Regions from separate parts of the Mus musculus genome. Here all the other regions are linked to region 1. The links are chromatin contacts, called in public HiChIP or PLAC-seq and promoter capture Hi-C maps. All regions are on one chromosome and are shown on one strand. The core of a region is the stretch at or near the end of the contact, and the rest is flanking DNA. Distances in the headings are between cores, read along the strand shown.

Region 1 (3,688 bases), core at 351-2,850:
AATGAGGACCTCTGCAAAGTGATTTTAACATTATAGAATGGGAGTGTTTGGATTCTAGACAGGAATAAACTCCACAGCACAAAGGAAGGGAATGTCCTTAAAACAAAGGGCTTTATTTAATTGCTGAGACTTTACTTAATTGTATTTGAAACCACAGAAGGAAAAAAGCAAGCATAGTTTTAAGTTCAGTTTAAGCTCAAAGGCTGGACAGCTATTAAACACACACACACACACACACTCGTTTCAGGATTTTGAAACTTGGTTAAATTTAAATTTCAATTAAGACACAAAGATGAGGTGCATCAGGCAGAAACTCTAAGAATATACCACAACCTAACTCTGAAAAACATCACTAGTCTTGACAAGATATAAAATATCTATTAAAAAGATATAAAATATTCAACAATCAGGGAAAACACCATAATTTAAATTTCAGTTTGATCCTTTAAGCCACTCTTATGTGGAAAATTAAAAAAAAAAATCTGTTCCTACTGTATGCAGAATACTGCTTTTAACTCTGTGGAATATAAAAAGAGGTTCCTATGCTTGGCTTGGTAGCCTTTGATCCCAGCAGGTGGTAGACAGAAGCAGGTGTATCTCTGTGAGTTCAAGGCTAGACTGACTGATCTACAGGGAGTTCCAAAACAGTCAGGGTTTCATAGAGTAACCCTGTCTCAAAAACAAGGGGGAAGGGGATTGGGGAGGAGGAGGCGCAAGGGCCTCGGAAGCAATTAAGGTGATAAATGCAAACGCTTTTAATAGATGAAAGAACTTAGTGTCAACTAGAGAAAAGATGGGATGATTAAGGCCTAATACCTTTAGCAAACTGAATTTTGTTCTGTCTCTCAGATTGAGCATTAATACAACCGAACTTGACTTTCAAGCGTACTATACTATAGAAAGGTATATAGTTAATTTACTTGGGATAATTTCTCTTCAAACTACCAGTAATCCTGACTTCAGTACTCGACATGTATGGATAACAGAGGCACCTGCATAGCCCAAGAACTGAACACGGAAATTTCCAACTCCACATTTTGCATCCTCCATCCCTTTCCTTAAGCAGCGAGCGGTCTGTCACCTAGGGTGAGTTCACACTTCTGGGCACGGACAGTGCAATCCTTGGTCAGGAACTGAGCAGCAGTAGCGGCTATCAGCCCCGACCACGTCGTGCAGGAACTACAGCGATGTCCCGGGCGCATCATGATCCAGTGCAAACCCCAGCAACTAGACACCAGGTGTTTTCCCCAAGACACCCACGGGAAGAGAGGAACACGTTCCCCGTGAAACTGGGGGACCAGGACAATCCCGGACGCCAGGGGGCCGGGCGGAGGGGAGTGGCCAAGTCCAGACAGGAAAACTTTGTGCAAAGTGACCGGTAGGATTCTCGGACTCTGCGCAAGGCAGGGCGACCCAGGCCGGGCCACCGTCCGACGCCTTACCGTCCTGCAGGATCGCCTGCACGGTCGCCGCCACTACTGCGGAACCCGAAGCCCCACGGCCTGCTACGGAAATTGTGCTGTCTCCACCTTCCATGTTGGCAAGTGCCGGGTTGATGACGTCTTGCAATCGCCCCGCCCTCCAAGTGACGCAGAATCAAGGCGCCGCCCCACCTGCCCGGCCCGGGTTGCGTTTGGGAACCTAAGTACTACAATCCTACGTGCAAGGAAAGACAGGTCGCCGCCGGGGCCTTCTCCCATTCCGCTCCGGACGCAGCCACCGCGCCGATCTCCAACGCAAGTATTGGGCCTGAGAACTCCGGCGTGGGGAAGAGGCTCTTGGGAGCGTCACGGCCCTCCTCGCCCAACACGTGGGAGCTTAGGGCTGCTCAGCCTTACCTAGTCCCCGCCTGGAGTGGCAAGCCCGGGTAGCAGGCAGTATATGCTGGGGAAGAATAGTTGTTAAGCTCTGCCCTTAAAAATAAAAACGTTTAAATATTCGTAACTATTTATTGAGTTGGTCTGGAGCTACTCTGCATTTTGCATTCCCTTAACATCGCCTCAGAAGATTTTTCCCTCCTGTGTTTGACCTCAGTCACGATGCGGTAGCGAGAGGCAGCGCGCCTAGAGTTGCATTAGATTTCAGTATGCATAGTTTACGAAACTACTTTGTTTGTAATAATCATACACGACGAATAGCATTATCTGAATTACAGGATGATTTTCTTTCCTTAGCTTTCTTGTTTTTCACAAAAAAAAGATTGACTTTAGTCTACATATTAATATGCAATAAAGTTTTTAACGCCCACTATACATACCAGCACAAGTTTTCAAAAAAAAAAAAATTCACTTATATTTTAAAAGGAATTCTAGGTGTAGAAGCACATATTACCAAAATATTATGTCCGGTGCTGCATGCTTTGGAGAACTTTAAAACAAAATATTGATACCTTCATCCCATAAGTTCAGAGAGCTGTTTTTGGTCTTGGATGTGACTTAAGCATTTTTATTCCTAAAAGTTTCTGCATCCTAATTTACTATCAAGATTGAAAGCTATAGCTTATTCAAGAAATTCATACTGAAGCAGACTTTGCCATTTAGTCTGGCCACAAGAATGAGTAAGAGCAAAATCATGCTTTAGAAAGTCAGTCATGACGCCATTGCCGATCACCACCTCCTAGTGTGTACCAGTTCTGTAATGTGTAAGATTCTTCCCTCCTTTGCAAATAGTCTCTTAGTGGTTTACTCCGTGTTTATTCCTCATATCGACATAGCCCATCTCTGACTTAGCTTAATTACGCTCCCATTTTCCTCTGAACAGTGTTGACACTTCCAAAGATTTCTTGCAAGCCATGACATCCTTCAGTATATTGGCCTTGTGTTCATTTAGCCTACTGCCAAACATTAAAGACTGAATTTTGAACAACTAGCCTTTTATAGAGTTAGCTTTTATCTGGCAATAGATTACAAAGGCCAAAATGGAATATAAAAACAAAAACTATGAAGTCAAAAGCTTTAAGTACAACATGAAAAATATTAAACAATTTTATCACTTGTACTTTGGGCATAAAAGTTATTTACGGTGCACTTACTTGGTAATAACTGAATATCTTCACTGGTAATAAATTTAGATTATTTAAAATAATAAAGTTGTTTCTGCCTTCTGATTCACAAAAAAACTAGAATAAAAGTATCAGAGTTTCTTTTTTAAGTTGTATGTGTATGTATGTAGATGAATATATGTGTGTGCTACAAGTCCCCTCAGAGGCCAGAGGTGTAGGACCCCCTGAAACTGAGCATAGAAGTACCATGATCCTCCCAATGTGGGTGCTAGAAACTGAACTCAGATCCTCTGCAAGAATAGTCCATACTCCTAACCACTGAGCAATCTCTCTAGCCCCAAAATACCAGGATTTGTTTTGAAATACGAGTTTCTATTACTGCCACCTAACTTTCCTTTTTTTCGGTTTGTCTATCATACAAAGTATTTTATGGGAAGCAATTAAAGCCAGATCCCTTGGTTTAATCATGAAAGTAAAATGCATGAAATTAAAAACGAATCTGAAGTTGGGTATGGAGGCACACCAGGGTAATCCCAGCACCGGCAAGGTTAGGTTAGCAACTATGTAAGCTAGCCTGGTATATAGCAAGATCCTGTCTCAAAAAATAAGCAAAAAAGTAACAATCAAATCATCACATGACACACACAGGGAAAACCTAGTGGTTTCCCATATCGTCTTTGAAAACTA
Region 2 (3,688 bases), core at 822-3,321, 250 kb before region 1:
GCTCTTAACCTCTGAGCCATCTCCCCAGCCCCCATCTACGCCCATCAGTGTTTGTTTTTATGAAACTGAGAGCATGCTGAGATCATGTTACGTCCTATTCTAAGTCACTTCATACTGTGTAAAAGTATAATGGTTTGTCAGGTTGTACCTTGCCCTGACAGACTTCATTTTACAAACAGATTTGACTCACATTTTAAGGATGGAAGATAATTACATGCAGCAGGTGGACTCACCAACACCACCATCTGTCCAACACACCCACAGCACAGACAGATGACTTATGCCTAGCAGGAGAAATGGTGTTAACCTACAAAGATATGGGGGTGAACTGAGATAGCAGGGCACAAGAGTACATTAAAATCATATCAGTAAGACCATGCCCAAGAATGGATCAGACACGCCAGACCAAGAGAGGGTGTAACTCCTTCTCTTGAACCCCATAAAATAGAACATTCCTAGCATGGTCATGGCAGAGGCCTGCACAAACTTGTCATTTGTTACCTGGAATATGCATAGGATACAGGTGGAGAAGACCCAATCACCCCTCAGCTCAGTCCTCCATGTTGACATGGCCCACTGCTATCGACTCAGGCATATGCATGTCCCTCGGACTTAGCCCCTGCTCCTGCTACACACTGGGCTCTGCTCTTGTGACTCTGCAGCTGGCTCTTTCAAGGCCTGATCTTTACAGCAGCAATAGCTTCTTCCCCAAGGCTAGTTTGGATTTGTTATCTAATCAATATATTAATCTTATCTATAAACACTTACGCATCTTATCTCTATACATTTCAATCCACCCATTCCTGAAAAGTTCCTATAGTATTACTGTATAGCCTCTTTACCTTGTATAGGTTCTGCAAATCACATATATGTGTAGCTCTATATAGATACATTTATTGTATCCTGTGTGTTCTGATATAAGAGTTAATATTAACAATTAAGATTTGAGTTAGTCTTAGTAATTAAGACTGGAATAAAAGAGCCTGCATTCACCTCAGCCAGTCTGCTAAGGTGTAGGAAGACAGCTAAGGTAGGAAGACAGCTAAGGTAGGAAGACAGCTAAGGTAGGAAGACTGCTAAGGTAGGAAGACAGCTAAGGTAGGAAGACAGCTAAGGTAGGAAGACAGCTAAGGCAGGAAGACAGCTAAGGTAGGAAGACTGGCAAACTGATGCAAGTAGTAGTGTACTGTTACTCAATAAACTCTTACACTATGGAAAAACACATGCTCCTCCATTTTTCTGGAATACAGTACTCATGATAGAGTTCCTACATTTGGCACAATATATAGTTATGATTGTTATATCTTCTTGATGAATTATTTCCTTTATTAATATAGACGTGGTCTTCTTTACCTGGTGAGATATAGCAGCACTTGTATGGTCAATAGATCAGGGCCTTAGAAAGGTGGTGTCAATCAATCTCCCTGAAAGGAAAGCCAGCACAAAGCAGCATCTATCTTAGTTACTGCTCGCTCCCCTCTTCCTGAGCCTGGAGCTCTCTCGCCCTCTCTCCCTCCCTATCTAAAAGCTCCAGCATAGCACAGCCCCAGTTCCTCACTGTTTTCACTGATCTAATAAACTAAGATAAAGAAGGTTCCAGCAATGCAGGCTGCAGACTTCAGAAGGAAACTGTCCCTTCAGGGGTAAGGTGATGGGGCCTGCTGGAAGGCAGGCTCTGTATTTTAGAACCAGTGTCTCTGGGCTTTTCTCTGTCAGCTCGCAGATCTACACGGGCATCCAAACTGACAATGAAGAGTCAGAGTCTTCAGGCATCTGGTGCTCAGGGGTTAATGTCAGACTGCAGAGAGGCAGGCAAGAATGGGGTCTTGACAATTCTGACACACGTGTCACATGAGGAAATGCAAAGCCTGCAGGGGCAGATCAGGAATGTCAGCATTTTTCTGAGGCAGCATTCTGCCCAACTATGAAAAGGTTTTTGCTGCCTGAGGGACTCTAATGGAGACAGCAAAATGTAAATGTATGCAAGAAGCTTGCTGGCTTAATTACCTAGTCCACTGATGTTACCATCAGAGAGAGTGCCCAGAGGCAGATGGCAGCATGCTGTGGAAAGGGAGAGCTTGCTAGGGCTTTGGGGGGTGGGAGAGGAGCAGCCCTGTAGCTGAGATCTTAAGCTGGCACTCTCCTCCTCCCTGGCAAAGGAGTCCCTGCTGCCCTCTCCTGCTCCAAGGCCTCTAACTCAGACTGCTCAGAATGAGGCCGCCTGTGGATTCCATAATATGCCTGAGTAACTGGCTGCCCTGCCTCCTACCTTGTTAGGAAACATTTTCAGGGATGTTATATTATTCTTTAACTCTTCTACTATTTCTAGATGGGATAACAATATGAGGAATTGGCTTTTCTCACTAAAAAGTAAAGCTGAAGTAGGAAATTTGAAAAAAATAAACCATTGCTGATGTAAAGGACAAGGCTTTGATGCCTGTTTACTTGTTAGTTTGTTTTGCTTCCCTTCTCCATACTAACACATAGCAGTGTTTATGGTACAGTGGGCCACAGCAACCATCTCCTTCGTAGCCTGTTTTTATTTATTTTTTGATTTGTTCTTAATTCAGTGTTATATTAGGGAATATTTTTGTTTTTGTTTTTATAAAATTTTAAGAGCCAATCCAATATTGTCCATTATTCACCTGGACATGGTGGAACAGTAACTTCGAATGACCTGTAAATGATAGCCAAGATTCAGCATGCAGAGGGCTACTGGCTGATGGCTAGCTCTTGTTAGAGGGCTCAGCAACAATGGAAAGGATGGAGGTTAAAAATCATGGGTCCTAGGGCTGGCAGTGGTGGTGACACCTTTAATCCCAGAACTGTGGAGGTACAGGAAGGCAGGCAGATCTCTGAGTTTGAGGCCAGCCTGGTTTATAGAGCTAGTTCCAGAACAGCCAGGGCTACAACAGAAAACCCGAATCAAAACAAACAAACAAACAAACACCAACATACCCCAAAAAAAAGGGAAAGGGGGAGGGGAGAGGGGGAGGGCCTATGATTAGGTGATTACAAGAGATTTCTTCCGGGGTTTAGTACACTCTCCTGGATAAAGTACACGTCCCTGTGAAGCCCAGGAAACAGACCTCAGAGCTAGCTTTCTATATCTGCATATCCCACAGGAAAGCTTTGCAAAGCACCCCTCTCCGTGCAAGCTCAGAGAAGTTGTGAGAACCTGTCTTTTCTCAATGGCAGCAGTGGCAGAAGCAGAGCCACCTACCTATTCACAGCTCCCCTCTCCTCGAGCCTCAAACACATTCTTTATATAGCAGGCCTGGGTTTGAACACCCTAAATGATACTGTGGTTTTATTTTAATTGTTAATCTAGTTTAATACTATTACCCTAGTCTGATCAAATAACTACGAGCCAGCATCAATTCAGTAGATTTCTGTAGAATGACATATCAGTAGGATTATTTTGGTACTTTTCAATCCCTATTGCATTTTTCATTTAATTCAAGTATGTGGGGTGCTCTGTAAGCAGGATGCAATCCTGTTTATATGCCTGTGGTCTTGGGAGCCCGGCACTGTTTGCAGCAAGGAGCTCCCAGGAGAAAGGGCACATGGTTTCATCTCAGGGTTTGGAGAGAAGAAGAGAACACTGCCCACTCAGGAGTCAGGGCCCTGGGAGGCAAAGGAAAGCTTTGGAACCAAACATCAGTGGATCCTAAAACCACTGTAGGCT
Region 3 (3,688 bases), core at 305-2,804, 220 kb before region 1:
CCAGTCCTTTGATATCATTCTAGCTTTCTTGCCCCAATTTCAGTGGGAATCAACCATAGAAGAGATTATATGGCTCCTTAACCAACAACAAAAAAAAGTCTGGAATGTTAGGTTTCAAACCCAGGACAAGAGGCTGAGATGCCTATTAATATGTCAAAGCTGATGATGGCCTCCAGGTTCCCCCAGACTCCTTCAGTCTCTACCTGTTAACCCTCTGGCTGCTGGTGGTGGTGGTGCATGTGTGTATGTGTGTGTGTACATGTGTGTGTGGGGGCATCTAACATTACCTTCTCCAGTCCAGGGACTGGTCTGGGACTTCCCTTCCCCCAGCTTCTCTAATCCCTATATGACCCAGCTTCAGTGAAACAAAAAAAATTTAAAAACAAACAAACAAACAAATAAGCATCTAGAAAAAGACAGAAATGAGTAAAGCTAAAAGAGAAACAAATACTAAACAATTTACCAATTAAATCCTAGGCAATAATTACATTGATAATTAACTAAGTACTCCACAAAAGACAGAGATTACTACCATAGACAAAAGAACAAGACTCAGCTATATACTGTTTGTAAGAGATGCACTTCAAAAGTACACAGAGGCATTCAATGCAAATTTATAGGAAACACACCGTGCAAACATTAGCATACACAGACTAGATTGTTGTTAGTTAACACAGAGTGCAAAGCAATAAGGTAAAGAGGGTATTTTGTAATAGTGAAAGTGTCAGTTCATTAAAGAATAATAATAAATACATCCATAACAGACCTTCAACAATGCAGCCATAGAGACTTCCAAAATCGAGGACACAGAATTGATAGAATTAAAGAAATAAGAAAGGTATCTTTCTTAAAAGATTTTGACTCTATCTCAGCAATTGATAGGACAAACACAAGATGTTAGGAGACAAGGAATCTCTTCACACTTGTTATTTAACTTGACTAATGATCTGACAGTACAATCAATAATTATAAATTATCATCATGTACATAGTTAATTTATAAATAAACCACATTCAGAGCTAGAAAAGCCACACTTAAGTGCACCGCTCCCATCTACAATAGAAATATAAACAGTCATACAAGAATGCAAGTCAGAAAACAGGCTAAGGACATTTCTCAGGACAAGCAGCACCCAAGCTGGCTGACAACAGTGAAGTCAGAAATCAGGAAAATACATCTGACAACAAAAACAAACCTGGAGATGAAAAAACAAGCTTCGAAATAATTCACAACTGAAGGAGGAAATGACAAATGAAATTTCAAAATACTTGAGGCAGAATGAAGATGAAAGTACAAATGATCACAACTGCGGTGCTTCAAAGGGTTTGCATGTTAGTGTAAGTGCACATTAGTTTATTTTGGCTGTTACAAGGGGAAAAAAAAAAAACAAGTCAAAGACAGAATGCGAGGGCTGGGACATGGTCTGTGGTTAAAACACCTCCCACAAAGAACAAGGGCCTGAGTTTGCATCTCCAGTGTCTGTGGAAAGCTTGCTAGGTAGCTTGGATCTGTAAATCCAGTGCTAGGTGGAGGGATGCGGCGAGGGGCAGGAGGACCTCTGGGCTTCCCTGGTCAGACAGCCTGGCCAATGGATGAGCTTTAGGTTCAGTGAGAGATTCTGTCTTTAAAAATAAAGTAGAGGGACTGGAGAGATTGTTCAATGATTTAGAACACTCACTGCTCTTCCAGAGAACCTGGGTTTGATTCCCAACACCCACATGGCGCTTGCACCTATCTGTAACTCCATTTCTAGGGGTCTGACAGCATCTTCCGGGTTCTGTGGGCAATTCATGGCTTTGTTGTTGCTGTTGTTATTTAGAAGATAACAAAGTTTATAGAATCCTGACTAGATAACTATTAAAAAAGGAAACAGATCAACAATATAAAATGTTGAGGCTTTCACCAAGAGTCCTACAATGTTAAAGAACAGTGACTCTTAGATACATTATGCTGACAAACTGGATGACTTAGGTGAGCAGACAAATGCCTGGCAAGTCACAGTATCAAAACTCATCCCAAGGTAAATAAATAAACCGAATGGCCACTTATCGATTAAACAGCTAAATCTGTACTCCCAAACCTTCCTACAAAGAAAAGTGTAGCTCAGATGGCTTCAGTATGAAACCTAACATTGGAGGGAAAGGGCAAAAAGAAAGAAAGCCTTCTAAATTCACCTCGTGAGACCAGTCCTATACTGGTCAAAGACTAAGGTAATGGTGAAGAAAATTCTATACCAATATCTTTTATGAATAGAGACATAAGTACTCGTAATAAATTTTAAGTAAACCAAACATAGAAATATATAACAAGGGCACTACATCAAGACAAGACCTTTGCAGGAGATTTAGAATAAGTTGCTGTAATGTATCTTATTAACAGAATAAAAGGGACAAGACTGCAATATGACTTCAGTTGTTTAAGAAAATAACAATACAGTTGCTAATTTAAATTTTTCAGAAAATTAGAAATATACATTTTGTTTAATTTGGCAAAGGTCATTTATGAAAATCTGTAAGCTAGCATTATTATGAACTTTATAGCTACTACTATACTTAAAATAATAAAATATGAGTAATTTCTTTTAGGTCAGGAGCTCACTAGCTCAGTTCTATTGAGTACATGACGAGTGGTCATAGCTAGAGAAATAAAATGTGGAGAAACAGCACAACTACCAGAAAGTAAGAAATAAAACTCTCGGCTTAAGTAACTAATGAAGCCTTTATAACTGGTGAGCTTTCCACATAGGGCCATTAGAAATCGGGGGAACAGAAATCATTTTGGGAACGCCATTATATTAAAGATAAGCGTGAATAAATAAATAATTACAAAAGGAAACAGAAGGAGATCATGGTACATTCCATATGCTCTCTACAAACCAGCAATGTCTGTAATGCATTTTAAAAGAATTTCTTAAAATAGCCATGATTATAAAAATATCAGAGCCTCAACAATCTGGAATATTCCCTGAGAGAGCATCAAACCCACAGAATAAAAGAGATGTGACACATTCCCATATATAACCCTAGCAACACTGTCACTATCTGCAAAGAGACAAACTCACCAGAAATGGACCAGAATAACCGTTACAGAGTGATTAAATGCCACATATCACATGGTGGTTAGAATGAAATGGCTCTGTGTTTATTAAAACATGTTAGCTAGCTCTCATGAGAAGACAGGACAATGTGGAGCACAAAGACAATGACCTGTTCCCTGATGGCATCCAAGAATTGCAGAGCCTTCAGGTTTGCCATACTGGTCCAATTTTATAGTATTATAATCAATGATTTCGAAAACTTTTACTAAAAATATTTCACAATGGCAGCTTCTTCCATGTTTAGTAATGAGAAGAGCACACTAGGAGAAAGGAGGACAGAAAACATGCAAGTGTCTCCTCACCCACAACACATCAGACCTCTGCACACACGAACATGTGTCATCAGATCTCTGCACACACAAACGTAGGTCATCAGAGCTCTGCACACATGAACATGTGTCATCAGAGCTCTGCACACATGAACATGTGTCATCAGAGCTCTGCACACATGAACATGTGTCATCAGAGCTCTGCACACATGAACATGTGTCATCAGAGCTCTGCACACATGAACATGTGTCATCAGAGCTCTGCACACATGAACATGTGTCATCAGAGCTCTGCACACATGAACATGTGTCATCAGAGCTC
Region 4 (3,688 bases), core at 341-2,840, 170 kb before region 1:
TCCCTTCCCTCTTATTTCTGTCTGCCAGGTCCTATTTACTAAATCTCTGCTGTGGGTCATGTGATTCACTAGCCATTGGAGATGCCACTTTCATGAAGAGCACTCCTTGTTTTATGGGGCAAATATTCATGTGGTGGTGGTAATTAGACACAGCAGATAAATTATTAATATGGGCTATGGAGAATAATGAAACATTTTTTATGATGAAAAATTCTGGAAAGTCTCAAATGAGAAAAAAAAAGTATGTTCACTTTGCTTGTTTCTGTTGAAACTTAAAAATATAGATCATGGGGCTGGTGAGATGGCTCAGTGGGTAAGAGCACCCGACTGCTCTTCCGAAGGTCCAGAGTTCAAATCCCAGCAACCACATGGTGGCTCACAACCATCTGTAACAAGATCTGATGTCCTCTTCTGGAGTGTCTGAAGACAGCTGCAGTGTACTTACATATAATAAATAAATAAATCTTTAAAAAAAATATAGATCATACCAATAGTTTGCTGAGTCAATATTTTTATCTGGAAACTACAAGAGAAAAGAATAGACAAAAGGCTTAGAAACCATATTTTGCAACTAATCACGACCCACAGATAATGAAAAGGACTTGCTATATTAAATAATTTTATCTTCATAGTTACAGGTTTAGCATTTTACTTTTGAATAAACTAAATTTAATTTTATTGTTTGTTCAAACCCAAGAACTATACTTTCTAGTAGACTATTTTTGCCAAGCATGAACATGCATAATCAGTAAGAGCATGTTCCTAGGAAAATTCCCCTTAGATACATTCTGCCAAAATATTACTTAAGACAATCTGTTACATTGCCTGTAATCTTCAACTCTGCAGATGGCTCCATTCCTTAACAAGGCTTGCCTAGAATGTGAAGAAGCTCTACAGCACACTACAGGGACCATGCACGCTAAAACATGGAAGATGCTTGACAAACGACTTACTTTGGAATTCTCCCCAAGGAAGTTATTAAAGTAATAATGATATCAGAAGATACAGACTACTCTAAATGTGAAATATTAATGAGAATCTCTGCCTAAAATAATTATATGTCCTCTCAGTAGCTTCTTTGACTCACAAACAGATGGCCCCAAGAGGTAAGAACTGAAAAACATACCCTGAATTTCACAATTAAGAAGTAGGTCACTGGTAACCTTAATGAGAACAGTTTCAATAAAATCGTGGAAGATAGTCAGACCTGTTAGTTACACCTAGCTGGGAAATGGACAGAATGGAAATGAAGACAAAAGTAGAAATCACTCTCATGAGAAAGAGAGAAGAGGACAAAAGGAGAATAAACAGTAACTAAAGAGGAAGACTTGTATTGGTTGTGATTAGACTGAAAATGTAAGTTTACATTCAAGGAGAAACCAGAACTCCAAGGCAGAAAGCAAAGCACCACTGGTGCTGGTAAGAGCTTTCTCCAAAGCAGATTGAGCAAGAGAGGACGCACAGCCGAGGAGGAGGAGACTGAGCAAGAGCGGATGCACAGCCGAGGGAGAGGAGACTGAGCAAGAGAGGATGCACAGCCGAGGGGGAGGAGACTGAGCAAGAGTGGACGCACAGCCGAGGGAGAGGAGACTGAGCAAGAGTGGACGCACAGCCGAGGGAGAGGAGGAAAGTCCAGGCAGCTGCTCAAGGTCAAGGGGAACCCAGCTCTAACGTGGAAGAAAAGGCTTCAGAATCTGAGCTTCTGAATGGGACACTGTCCTGCCTTCAGAGGGTTGGTTACTCAGTGAGAACAAAATGAGGTAAAGCAGAATGGATGGATGGCCAGTACTGAGATCTAGAATGGGTAAAGAAAGTAAGACAGGCAAACAAAGATGAACAAAATCTCTGTCTGTCTGTCTGTCTGTCTGTCTGTCTGTCTCTGTCTCCCTCTCCACACACACCTCCCACCACCAATAGCACCACTACCTTTTATACTACATAGGGAATCTGATAAGATGGCTCAACAGGGGGGCTAGAAAGATGGCTCAGCTGTTAAGAGCACGAACTGCTCTTAAAGAGGTCCCGAGTTCAATTCCCAGCAACCACACAGTGGCTCACAACCATCATAAATAAATAAATCTAATAAAGGTTAAATAGTGGTGGTGGTAAGTGGTAATAAAACTAGATTAGGGACTTCAGCTTCTGACTGGTTAAGATGGTACACAAGAGCCAAACTGACCCTCCTATATGACTGCATACGTTAGTGGATGCAATCTTTGAAACAGTGGTTTTTCTAAGACATTTTATATCACAGAACAAATGACGTGATCTCTGAAAGGCAAGAAACAGAGTCTTCCTGCTTACTCTTTTGGAAGGAATTTCCAGGCCACAGCACAGGAATGGGGTTAACAGACCTGCACAACAGACTATGGAAGGACGTACAGAGAGGGGAAAGCTACACTATCTCAAAAGACCTGCAAAGGGTCCACCCAGAGTACGTGGCAAAATTCATCCCAGCATGTTGTGATTTTCAGCCCTAGAGGATAAACAGCCACCCCAAACAGTAGAGGGGAAAAATCTGTTAGTCACACAGGGCTGGAAATAATCTCTGTTCCTTACAGCCTGGCTGGGAGCCTGATGGCGCGCACCTCAGGGATGTGGAAAGGTGCCAAAAGTTCTACATCTGAATCAGGAAGGAATTATTCCTAGATTGATCACTGCTCCAACTTTGCTAATAGATCTTAAAATAAGTCTCAGAAGGTTCGATCTGTGTCTGAAGCAGACAGCAAGAGCTCTTAAAGACAGCAAAGGCCACCAGCACCAAGCCAGGTAAAATACAATGTCTGAGACACAAGGAAGGCAATCTAACAAAAGAGCAGGAGTAAAAGCCACAGAGTGGTATCTAAGTTGTATAAGCTTAAAACTTCTTTCAAAGAATAAAAACATTATACTTAAAAAGTTTAAGATATTTGTATTATGCTAAAGGCTCTGGGAGTAGATATATCACACTGAGAAAAATTTAAAACAAATCACGACAGTGATAGCTCAGTGAGTAAGAGCGCCCACCCTAGGTGACTGGTGACCTGAGTTCAATCCCAGGAACCAACAGAAGGAGGAGGAAATGAACTTTCAAAAGTTGTTCTTGGAGCTCCAGATGTATGCCATGAAATGCTTATATTAGAAAGTCCACACATACAAAATAAAATGAAAAGTTAAAAAAGTTCAAAAGTCATTAAGGGAAAAGAATCATGTCTATAACAACCCTGTATCTTAAAGAACTTGTTTTAAAAAAAAAGTGATAGAATACATTCTAATATTCAACAGTGCTAGATTACAGCAACCAAAATAAAAATTCAGACAGGGTACATTTCCTCTTTCTGGCTTGATGGTGGCTACCAGCTTCCCAGGGAGTCTCACAGTAGGCAAGCTCTTACTAGTCTCTTTTGTATGGAAATATAAATTGCATGAGATTAGGGCCCTACTCCATGATGCTATTTAACTTAATTTCTTCCATAAGATTGCTGTGGTGTAGCTGCTTCGGCCACACTGGAGCAGTTGTGAGGACTTTCACCTCATTAACTTCCATCGGGTGGGGTGAGTGGAGGGAAGGAATGGGGATTAGAAACTTCTGAACCCCCTTCCCACAGGCGATTCCTATCACACCTAATAGTAAAGTTGACTGACATGAGATTTCTTGATGTTGCAGCTTGCAAGAGGCATCAAGGAGATTGCTGAGTTGTACATCTTG

The links. Promoter capture Hi-C pulls out the DNA fragments that hold promoters and counts their contacts. HiChIP or PLAC-seq counts read pairs in DNA pulled down with a chosen protein or histone mark.
Region 2: a contact with region 1 is called in an H3K27ac HiChIP or PLAC-seq map of SST interneurons, with 3 times the contacts expected there. The contact joins the enhancer-like site here to the promoter of Dus4l in region 1. A contact is called at or near these places in 6 of 39 promoter capture datasets (3T3-L1-derived adipocytes, cranial neural crest, hippocampal neurons and 3 more), 1 of 15 datasets of contacts at CTCF or cohesin (the NIH/3T3 cell line), 6 of 484 Hi-C or Micro-C datasets (cerebellar granule neurons, cerebellum, cerebral cortex and 2 more), 19 of 115 datasets of contacts at active chromatin or transcription factors (the SCID.adh cell line, SST interneurons, VIP interneurons and 12 more) and 3 of 9 other capture datasets (adipose tissue, liver and pancreatic islet).
Region 3: an H3K4me3 HiChIP or PLAC-seq map of the SCID.adh cell line shows a contact between it and region 1, with 10 read pairs. The contact joins the enhancer-like site here to the promoter of Dus4l in region 1. A contact is called at or near these places in 3 of 39 promoter capture datasets (the C10 cell line, the HPC-7 cell line and liver), 2 of 115 datasets of contacts at active chromatin or transcription factors (the SCID.adh cell line and embryonic forebrain) and 1 of 9 other capture datasets (adipose tissue).
Region 4: a promoter capture Hi-C map of hippocampal neurons shows a contact between it and region 1, with 2.0 times the contacts expected there. The contact joins the enhancer-like site here to the promoter of Dus4l in region 1. A contact is called at or near these places in 3 of 39 promoter capture datasets (the 3T3-L1 cell line, cranial neural crest and hippocampal neurons), 1 of 115 datasets of contacts at active chromatin or transcription factors (CD8 T cells) and 2 of 9 other capture datasets (liver and pancreatic islet).

What each region holds. Positions count from the first base shown.
Region 1 is chr12:31,652,738-31,656,425 of GRCm38.p6, reverse strand. It overlaps Dus4l (dihydrouridine synthase 4-like (S. cerevisiae)), which reads left to right and starts at 1,600. Exons shown (of 7, transcript NM_028002.2): 1 at 1,600-1,736. It overlaps Cog5 (component of oligomeric golgi complex 5), which reads right to left and starts at 1,557. Exons shown (of 23, transcript NM_001163126.1): 1 at 1,443-1,557. The coding sequence starts at 1,536.
Region 2 is chr12:31,904,229-31,907,916 of GRCm38.p6, reverse strand. All of the region lies in intron 19 of Cog5 (component of oligomeric golgi complex 5), which reads right to left. Among named protein-coding and RNA genes, the nearest start is that of Hbp1, 44 kb to the left of the region's middle. Within about 2 kb of position 2,071, at least 54 of the 459 cell types and tissues checked have an H3K27ac peak or open chromatin away from gene starts, as enhancers often do. A contact at or near this core is called in SST interneurons, VIP interneurons, cerebellar granule neurons and 9 more, where this site is marked.
Region 3 is chr12:31,871,922-31,875,609 of GRCm38.p6, reverse strand. The region is part of intron 16 of Cog5 (component of oligomeric golgi complex 5); the gene reads right to left. Among named protein-coding and RNA genes, the nearest start is that of Hbp1, 76 kb to the left of the region's middle. Within about 2 kb of position 1,554, at least 9 of the 459 cell types and tissues checked have an H3K27ac peak or open chromatin away from gene starts, as enhancers often do. A contact at or near this core is called in the SCID.adh cell line, where this site is marked.
Region 4 is chr12:31,823,888-31,827,575 of GRCm38.p6, reverse strand. The region is part of intron 11 of Cog5 (component of oligomeric golgi complex 5); the gene reads right to left. Among named protein-coding and RNA genes, the nearest start is that of Gpr22, 110 kb to the right of the region's middle. Within about 2 kb of position 1,590, at least 46 of the 459 cell types and tissues checked have an H3K27ac peak or open chromatin away from gene starts, as enhancers often do. A contact at or near this core is called in hippocampal neurons, where this site is marked.